Linked DNA regions of Drosophila melanogaster: region 2 is linked to region 1. Evidence: chromatin contacts called from public Hi-C data. All regions are on one chromosome and are shown on one strand. Each heading gives the region's core, a stretch centred on a gene start, on an enhancer-like site or on the middle of the called end of the contact. The rest is flanking DNA. Distances are from core to core; before and after follow the strand shown.

The links. Hi-C and Micro-C count contacts between places; a contact is called where the count stands out from the background.
Region 2: a contact with region 1 is called in a Hi-C map of the Kc167 cell line, with 2.0 times the contacts expected there. The contact joins the promoter of CG45002 here to the enhancer-like site in region 1. A contact is called at or near these places in 32 of 107 Hi-C or Micro-C datasets (the Clone 8 cell line, the Kc167 cell line, the ML-DmBG3-c2 cell line and 12 more).

What each region holds. Positions count from the first base shown.
Region 1 is chrX:16,992,986-16,998,054 of dm6, forward strand. All of the region lies in intron 2 of CG45002, which reads right to left. Among named protein-coding and RNA genes, the nearest start is that of CG43996, 27 kb to the right of the region's middle. Within about 2 kb of position 2,111, at least 6 of the 39 cell types and tissues checked have an H3K27ac peak or open chromatin away from gene starts, as enhancers often do. A contact at or near this core is called in the Kc167 cell line and brain, where this site is marked.
Region 2 is chrX:17,064,475-17,069,543 of dm6, forward strand. It overlaps CG45002, which reads right to left and starts at 2,258. Exons shown (of 10, transcript NM_001298429.1): 1 at 2,110-2,258. CG43077 reads right to left here and starts at 4,049. Exons shown (of 3, transcript NM_001258795.1): 1 at 3,897-4,049; 2 at 3,657-3,830; 3 at 2,830-3,502. The coding sequence starts at 3,983. The coding sequence ends at 2,897. It overlaps wcy (wacky), which reads right to left. Exons shown (of 15, transcript NM_001258796.2): 15 at 4,243-5,069.

The sequences.
Region 1 (5,069 bases), core at 861-3,360:
TAGAAAGTTTTCGCAGATTGTCGAGTGCCACTAATTGTCTACAACCGGGGGCGTGCTACATGTATACATATATGCATATAAAATCATGGATGTATATACATATATACAGCGCCACACATACGCTTCTCTGGGGACTTAAATGCCACATGGCGCCATTTGAATGAGGTTTTAAATGTTTGCCGACTTTGTGGCCATAAAAACGAGGAGTGGAACGTGGGCATTAGTGTTTGCTTGTGCGCCCATTATGCAGGCGATCCAAATGCGCTGCACAATTTAATTGAGTTTAAACCTCTATTTTTATTTTATTTGTTTTTTTTTTCACTTTTATGTTCCGGTGGATGGCTTTGGTTTGGGCTCTTACATTTGGCATATTGGTGCCGAAAATTTCCCCAGGGAAAAGCTGCTATCCATCATTGTCTGCCATTGATTCGAAATCTGGCGAAGAAAGCAGCTTTGATAAATTGCCTTCGCATGGAATTGGTCAAAAACAAGAACGGATTGAAAAGATTTAAAGTTGGATTGTTTTTGCTTGTTTTATCCAAGGAACGATTTTTCTGTTAGTTTCACAGCTAAATGCAGCATTATATGCTTTCTCATTAATAGGAATTTAATTTTAATTTGGTTCGTTAACTAAACTTTTATAAAACGTACAGAACACTTTTTTAAAGTTACGTGCAATAATAATACAGAATTTTCTTAATAACCCGCCACATGTGAGCTGTAAATATTGTATTTAAAGCGCAAGTTAAGTAATCCCATGCATTTTCCCTTCATTTTCCCTCTGGCAAACTCATGGAGTTCGTTTGCTGCTGGGAAATTTAAATTGAAATGCTATTGAAAGTTTGTCCCGGCGACAGTTACACACATGCACACAAGAAATTCAATTAGAGTTTTCAGTACTTTCATCAGCTGTTTTTCGTGCCCAACTCATCCCCCTGGCCATTTGCTATTTGCCTTCATTTGGCTGATGAGGGGCTGGGGTGGGTGGATTTCGGGCCAGCTGGGGCGTGAAATTGTGCCAAGGCAGCTTTTGGGCCAACTAAGGTTGAGGATGTCCTTTCAAGCTTACCTGCAAAGAAACAAAATGAAGGGGAGGGTATTAAGCACACAAGCAAACATATCTACATGGGTAGTTTGGAAAGAGAAAGCAGGAGAAAGGCCAGCTAAACCAAAGCAAGTCCAGTTAAAGTTTGGCCATAAACACAAAAAGCCAAATTAATCATGACTCGACCAGTCATAAAACTCAGCACAAAAAGTTTCAGACAGAAGGCGAGAGAATCTAGAGAATATATTGCGGGTTTACTTTAAAGAACCTAGGGATTCGTTTTAAGGTAAACTAAAAAGCGAATTATTTAGATAGTTATTATTATGAATCCCTCAAATGCAGAGGTTTTAGTAATCCGCTTTAACGTCTTCTTCAGTTCATCTCTCTTCATTTTTATGCAATAATCCTGTACTGAACAATAATCATGTTAAAATGAATAATAAAAAAAAAAATGAATAATAAACCTCCTTATTATGACTGCATAAATTTCTTAAATCCCTTAAACATTTCAAATAAAAATGCCCATGTTAATTTCGAGCAATTATTGGACAACCCTTTCAGATTCCAGATATTATAAGGAAAAAGAAACTTGTGAAAACTTTTGGCTTTTGTTTTGGCTTTGAACTTATACTATCTGCGCTGAAGTCCAAATATCAAGTGGCTGCTGTCGTGTTGCTGTTCCAGCTTGAGCCCAAGTGCACAGGGGTCAGGAGGTCGGGATGATACGGCCGCCCTGCCGAGTGAATCCCAAAAGGCACTTAGGCCACATGATGAGCTGGCTGACAGGTCAGAGAACCGGAGAAACGGAATGCAGAACCGAGAACCGAAGAGCCAGGTCTCAAGTGAATGGCGTTGATGGGCCACGACCTTGCATTTGGTCATGGCGCTCTCGTCTGTCGTGTCAGCCAGCCCATCAGCCCATCAGGCCATCAGCTCACCAGGCCACCACCCACTGCGTAGGACACCCAGATAGGGATGGAATCGGCCCTTCCACATTCATCCTTCGCCTACCATGTCCTGTTGACAGTTGCACTAATTGCAAAATGCTGTTGTTTGTTCTGCTGCCATTGTCTGTGGCATACTTTTAGGCAATTTGCATATTTCGTTAAGCAGAAGGAGCGGCAGGATGCAGGACTCTCGCGCTGCATCTGCGAATGTCCTGCTGCATCTTGCTGCATCCTGCCTTGCAGCTGAACTCCTTCGCTTTTGCCATCCTCGGCATTTTGGGGCCGGGTAAATATTTTCGTGCGACACACACTAATTGATAACGAAGGCTTCCATTTCACTAATTGACACCATGATTAATTGGCCAGAAATCGAAATTGGCCCGGCGGCTGCATTTCATTAGCCTCTTGAAAACATAAATACTTTGCAGATGTAATAGCAAATAATAACAGTTGTGTGCTGTCACTTTGAAAACTATTTAAAAAATGTGGTATTAAGTATGCGTGTTTTAAAATTATTAGGTTAAATTAGGTTGTTTTTCTTCGAAAGGTTTTCAAACGTCTGCAGAATTTTCAATCCCCTACATTGTGACTTAAGTTTCAGTAGTTTTTTTTCGTAAATTTCCTTTAGCTAACTAGCCTGTATGGGCACGAACTTTTAGAAATTTTCTTTTCATCTTCCGCCCCTTTTCTTTCGTCCTACATTTCATTCTCATTTCGAATGCATTTTTCTTTTTCCTGCCTCGTTTTTTTTTGTGTAGAAAAACGTGACCCACACACACAATCGTCACTTATTTTCCCTTTTTTCCACTCTTTCATCTCTCTCTCTCTCTCTCTCTCTCTCTCTCTTTCTCGCCGTCGTTTGCATCTAAATTATGGCAATTGAGTGTGAGCCCCATAAATCATATCCATCCTGCACTTGTTCTGTATTCTGAGTTAGTTTTTTAAGGCGCATATGATATGATTTTTTATTTTTTTATTATTATTTATTTTCTCTGGCAAAAAGTAAGCAATTATGCCAAAAAATTAGGGAAAAACTCAGATTTAGTACAGTATTAAACTGCATATATAACAAATATTCTACTGCTTTTTCTTAATATTAATTATTTGACGCACAATATAATATTATCGTAAAAACTGGTGTGACACGCAAGGAAGGCAACAAAAAAAATAAATAAATTCATCAAAAATTATGTATAAAATCGTAAACTACCACGAAAAAGTATGTGCAAAGAATCACAAAAAAAAAATGGTATAAAAAAGTATCATAAAACCTAGTGTGAAATAAAGCACGCGACAAGCGTATTGGCTTCATTTTGAATGATTTACGACAAGTGGTCTTTTGATGTATTGTCATTTCGTTTTGGCCATCAATTTTGGCCATCGCATCGGGCCAAAAGTGAGCTTAACATGCACGAAAACCCATGGATCCTTAATGTCCACCCAACCACTGGACGCCACTTTACTTCAGTCCACTTCACTTCACTCCGCACAGTTTCTGCTCTTGTGTTTCGATTAATTTTTAATGAGAAACCATTTATGCGGCGTCCGTTTGTGTCGGGCTTAATTAGTTGCAACTTCAATGGGATATTAATGGAGGGCGAATTTTGGCAGAGTGCAACAGCGACAGACTCATTATGGTGGACAGCGGGAATTTGGAATTGGGAACTCGGTGTTCGGCGTTCGGGATCATAATCGTTATGCCCGCTCCGTTTAATTAAACTTTCCAACCCTTGAGGGTTGAAATTGTGGCCTTGTTCGGCTTAATTGCTAACACGCACACACACACACACACACACACACACACACAACCAATACACACGCATACACATAGCAGCCGGAGGACTTTGTTCTAGCCCCAAAAAGTATGCAATAAAAATTAATGAGCGGGAAAATTTTTATTGACGCGCCTTTGGCAATGCATAAATGAATAATGCCCCTGGGGTAAAACATAATGAGCGTTGCTTGAATTTCTATATGCGTGTGGCAGTGGAGGCAGTTGGAGCCACGCCCCCACAGTAAAAACTAGGCAAACAACGTCATTGTTCGCGCAGCTGGGGCGACTGAATAATCTCGGTTTGTTTGCCAAAAGAATTTCGCCCGCTCTGATTTGTGGCCACTAAAAGCTTCTCTGACATCAGCCGAAGGACATGTTGGGCCAGGACACTCAGGACATGCCATCGCTGGCCAAATAAATGAATGGACACACGTGTGCGGTTCGCGGCGAAAGGAGGCATTGCCCATTGTGCGAAGGGACAGTGGGATCATAATAGAATTTCCTGCATAATAACGTGAAAAAGGTGCTTTTTAAATTAAAAAGGTTATTAACTTACACACTTGTTCTAAAATCAATTCCAGACTATTTAAAAAAAAGGAATATATATATATGTATATATATATATCAAAATGAAACTTGTTTCTTATGACATCTGTTTTTATATATTTATATATGTACATTTGAAATACTGAATGAAATATGTTTTTATTTGTATATCATATTACTTCAACATTTGAGTAAACTAAGTTTGCAGAGCTATTTTGCTTATAAACTGATGACCACTTTGTCTCAAATGTTCGGCGCCACCGGTCTGAGCATAACAAATGCCATCCGCCCATTTATCCAGTGGCCCAGCAGCTGCAACTCCCCCTTTTTGCATCCGCTTCGCCCACCGCGCCCCTGTTAATTGCAGTTGGAAAGAGTAGAGACAGCCGTCAACATTGCGCATACGCCACGTGGGCTGCAGATTTTTGAAAGAGCTCTCGTCGCTCTACAGCTGGAATTCAATCAGAGTGCCGGGCCGTATTTTCACCAGTCATTAGCCTCCAAAAATAGCCGTCTAAAAACACAGAACACAAGTTGAAAGGCCAGCGAAAGTGAAAAGGAAATGTGGCAAGAGGAAGCTGAAAGGTCGAGAGCAAAGAAAAGGCAACTTCTTTATGACATCAGCCGAGGAGCTGGGGGTCCACAAAAGTCACACAAAAGTTGACCGAAAACCCTGGGGGTGCGTGTGCGATGTGCGATATGCGATATGCAAACTAAACGAAGGCACGTGACAATCGCCCAAAAACTCACTTCCGAA
Region 2 (5,069 bases), core at 1,008-3,507, 72 kb after region 1:
GAAAATTTCCCCATCCCTTATGGATGGCCAGAAAAAATGAAATAGCCAACTAAATAAAATGCGAAGAGGCTATAAAATTGAGTGCAGTTGCCGAAACAAGGAATCGCCAGCGAAAATGAAAATGAAAATGAAAATGTTTGTCAAGCACGAAACAACAGCCACATCAACATTGAGCATTTCGACCGCACTGCTGGCCAATGTTTTTGGCCATAAAGAGAAATCCGGCCGAAACAAGAGTCTAAATCAAGAAAACCAGCGACAGAAAGTCGCAAATGAAAACGAAAGTGAAATACATGCACATAATTTGAATAGAAGGAACGAACGCTCCTTTTCCACTGATTTTTCGGTTTTTTTTTTTCGATTCTCGACGAAGGTCAAAGGGAATTTGGTTTAACCAATTAAGAAACTGCGGTCGTCTGAAGTTGTGGTTTTTTGGATTTTTTGGTTTTCTTAGGCTTACTAGGGAATTCAATTGATTGGGGACTTAATCAACTAAATAAATGTGTGGAGAAGGCGACGAGTAAGTTTTATTAATTTAATTTGAATGAATGTGCCTTTTCTTCTTCTTAAATACAAATATAGCGAACAGAAACTAACAGATATAGATAACTTTAGCCAATATCTTATATGAAGTATATTGATTTCTCTGTACTGCATCAATCTGAATCTGCATCAGTCCAAAGAATAAAACTTAAATTTTCTCGTGGAAAATTTTAGAAAACGCATTGAAGACCCTTTGGCGAAAATGGGGAGACAAATAATAGCTGTAGATTAATAATGAAAATAATATTATTATTTTTGTTTGCTGCACATTTCTCTTGCTGGCACTCAAATGACCGCATCAGCCCGGCACCCTCGCCCCTACAATTTTCCTTTATGATTTTCCCCCGCCCCGCCACGCCCCGCCCCGCACCGCCTTAACGCATTTTGTTTGCTATGGATGCCAAAAGGACTTGGCGGCGTCAAATTTATGGCTCTTGACTCTCGACTCTTGGCATTCCAGAGCGCGCAGAATGCAGAATGCTCCATTGTCAATAAGGTCCTTCCGCCCAAACACCCTTCCCCAATTTCCGCCCACTTTTTAGCTTTAAGAGCGTTTCGCCATTTTTGGCGGGCGAGCGAAATAAATTTCGAGGGCAGCCAGAAGAAGTGCATGAAATCAAACACAATAAGCGGAAGAGCCGCAAATCAATTTTGAAGGACATGACAATATCCTTGGACCCTTCTCTAATTAGCTTACAAGGGGGGGGGGGGGAGGGGGCGGTCCAAGGAGTCGCGGGGGCAAATGGAACGGAAAACAAATCAATGACAGATGATGAGTGGTCGCGACAAGCACTCAAGCGTGGCACACTGAAAAAAAAAAGGACAGGGCACATAATTGCACATGCACAGCCCGCAGTGCAATCGACCAACACAAAAATATATAGTTCCTATTCATAGCTAAATAAAATATAACTAAAAACATATTGTTTCAAAAACTGATCCACATCTTCTGCGAGTGCACTACAAGGGCTACGAGGGCTGCAATTTCAGCCCCCACCCATAAATATGCATTTGTATATTCCCCTGTTTGTTCGGTTTATGTGACAGCCTCAAAGTGCATTCAAAATAAAGTATGCAGGCTGCCGTTTTTGAGCTGTTTTTGCCAAGTTTGACAATTTGTAAATGGGAAATCATAAAGGACATACAAGCTAGTCTAAAATGGTTGCGTATTTCAGTAAATTTAAAACTATAGAGCAAAGTTTTGCGCCATGTGCTGTTGAAAATGTTGTTTTTCAACATCAGGCCAGCAATATTTACTTATTGTCCATTATTTATTTGTCAAAATCACAACAATTTAAGCATAAAAAGTAAATTAATCTTTTAAAAGGCATCATTATCAATTTTTTATGTTTTTAAGTTCGTTTTACATGCATCTGCAAAAATAAATAGTTTGGCTAATAAGAACTTCACATTTTCATAGCATTGTGTTCGTTGCACTTTTGTTTCAAATTTCCTAGCTTTTTAAATCAATCGAGTATTGAATAATATTACTATAATGTGATCACAACTGTCCACCAATTTAAAAATTCCAATATATATTTTTTTTTTTTAATTTTTCTTGCTCACCCTTGGGAGTTTTTGGTTAGTGAACTTCCACAAGAAATTAAATGTGCAAGTTTATTTTATTAATTTAATTCTACCGCGCGCTTCTGATGTCTTTACACATGCGAAACACTCTCAAACAAAAATAAAAAATTCGAGAACTGACCGAACCGATAACCGTTACTCGGCGTTTTCGAAACTCAACCGTTTCGCTGAAAGTTGACCCGTTTATTTGGTCCTGTGTCCGCTGGCAAGCGAACGCGTCGAATGCTGAACTGCTACTTGTTGGCGTTTCGTCGTCCTCCGAAAACGAAAACGAAGCAGAGATGCTAGGGCAATGCAAAAAAAAAACGCAAAGGAAAAAGGAAAACAACACAGATACGCACGCACACGGACGCGAACTTTTCCGCCTCACCCGCCACCCCCCCGCTGAAGGTTCATTTTCCGATTCATTCTGGCGAATTCGCTGCGCTGCACATTCGTCTATTGGGTATTCGCAAGCTTAGAGCTTTGAGCTTTAAGCTTTTCCAACGGCTGCAAAGGAAGAGCCCCTTTGGCGCCAAGTTTGTAAGTTACTACAATTCTATCTTCTTTCTGTACCCCAGATTTAAATTAGATTCTCTTATCAAAGCCCCAAATAAAATTACTGCTGAATTCGCGATTCATTCAGCTTCAAATGTCCTGAAGAATTAGCGTTAAATTTGAAGTTCCTTCCCCAATATCAATAAGTAAGACAATTCGAATATGTTTCCCCCCTGTTACCCCAAATTTAATTATAAAAAATATACACAAAAATAAAAAAGGAATCCTATTAGTTGTCTCGTTTGAATTGTGCTATCGCATCATGCAGACTATCCAGGAGCCCAAGTTCGATTATCTTGTTGTTCAGACATACGCGCAGCAAGCGCTTTATCGTCGAATAAATTACCTCGGAATTAGACAAATCATTGGTGGCAGTAGTACGCCAATCAATTTTGCTAAGTATCAATTTCTCGGACTCCGTAAAAATCTCTTCATCTTTAGATTTACTCTTGGTTTCTTCATTAGATGACAATCGTCCACTCTGCGGTGGCTTGCAAAAAGTAAAATCACATCCATTTTTGTCTGCCATTGCCTGCTTTTGCTCCATCTCTGCAATCTCCGCTCGAACCGTCCTTCTGATTTCTTCGGCAGTCTTTGAAACATACTTTCTTGGCTGTTCCTTTGTGAAGCAGTTGCAACTGTACTTTCCGGTAGACTTAACTCTGGACGAGGACCTTGGCGAATCCTCCCTATAGCAACTGAATGGTGTTGATATGCTAGACTCTCTCTTCTTATATTGAACTTGATCTTTAGGCTCTTCAAATCCGGACATCGATTTCATTTTACTGTAACTTTTTCGTCCTTTATCCGAATGACTAAACTGTATGTCGGAAATCTAAGGTCGTAATTATGAATGAATAATCAATGATGGGATATTTAATTTTTGATCACAAAATGTCAAATGATAATAGCGATTAATGAAGAATTCGCGGCATGTACATACATACATATGTACATACTTTGGAATAAACGAATTATTGCTTATTTACCCGCGTTTGTTGTGGCGTTCGAGCAGTGGACTCCGCCGAGTGCGATAAAAGGATTTTCTGTCCAAGCGCTTCGTTGCAGTATGGACATCTGAGATCTGAGCATCTAACGCCATCGTATATATATTTCGAACTTTTCTGAATAAGTAAGCGACACGATTCAGCGGAATTGCATCGCTACATTATAATTGAATAGTTGAATCATTATAAACCAGAAACGAGGCACTATTCGCCGGGACTCACTTTTAAAGACGAGCAAGAGCAAGAGCGGCGGCAAGAGCAATGGCAACAAGTGCATCCATTGTAGAAGTTTTCTTCCATTTTATTCATTGTTCAGAATCGAAAATCAAAAATATTATTATGTTGTTAGAGATTTTTTCGTATGACTTTCGTTTACGGGAGCACGATTGGAACTGATGCTTTCCTGTGACACAGCGTGTGAAATGGGAATCAGGAAATGAAACGCCTACTTGGATAGACAAAACTCCCCATTGAAATAACCATAGTAACCATTATTTTCTTGTTGTTGTATTTTTTAATTAATTCATAATAAAAGTTTCTATTTTTCGGTTGTTTTTTTTTTTTTTTTGTTTTGTTTTCGACGCTTAGCTAATATATTTTTTATATATTATTTATATGTATATCTACAATAGTTATTAGCATTATCATTATTAAACTGTTTGCTTTATTTTTGTTTCGAATCTGCGCAATTCGCAGATCCATTCCTTTTGTTTGTTGGTTTGTCAAGTTAAGATTTAAAAAAAAAAAACTCAAAATTACAATTGTTAGTTCTTCTTTCCCCGCCCTTCTCCCTCGTGTCTGCTTTCGCTTCGCTACGCTTATGTAACAATAAAATTGTAGCTTTTGCCAAATAAATAATATATGCATATATAATAAAATATATATATATATATACGATCATATATCATAAAGACATTAATGTAGTGCATACAAAAAAAAACTAAACTAAAACAAATCTATCTGCAATTTGAATCGGAGGTTAAAGAATATGGTGTGTTGTAAATATAAATTTTTATGCTTATAGTTTTAAAATAAAAAACATGAATTGTAATCGGTAAATAACTACAAAACAAGATATAAATTCTGCACCAATTAGCAGGATACCAAGCCGATGATCAGCAGATTAAACAAACATTTCGATCGCACTGTAAAAATAAATGTGGGAAGTGTGGTGGCTGCCAAACCTATAAATAATATATATACAAATAAATATATATATATAAAATTGTCGATTTCCTCGTCCCGAGAAGCGTGCATTCGGTTCGACTTGACTCGCATTTTGGTTGTCATCGTAATCATTTTATCATCATGATTTATCCTCCGTATTTATGTTAGGTGGATGTAAATATACACTCTTTCATATACTCTATTTATATATATTTGTTTATATATAAT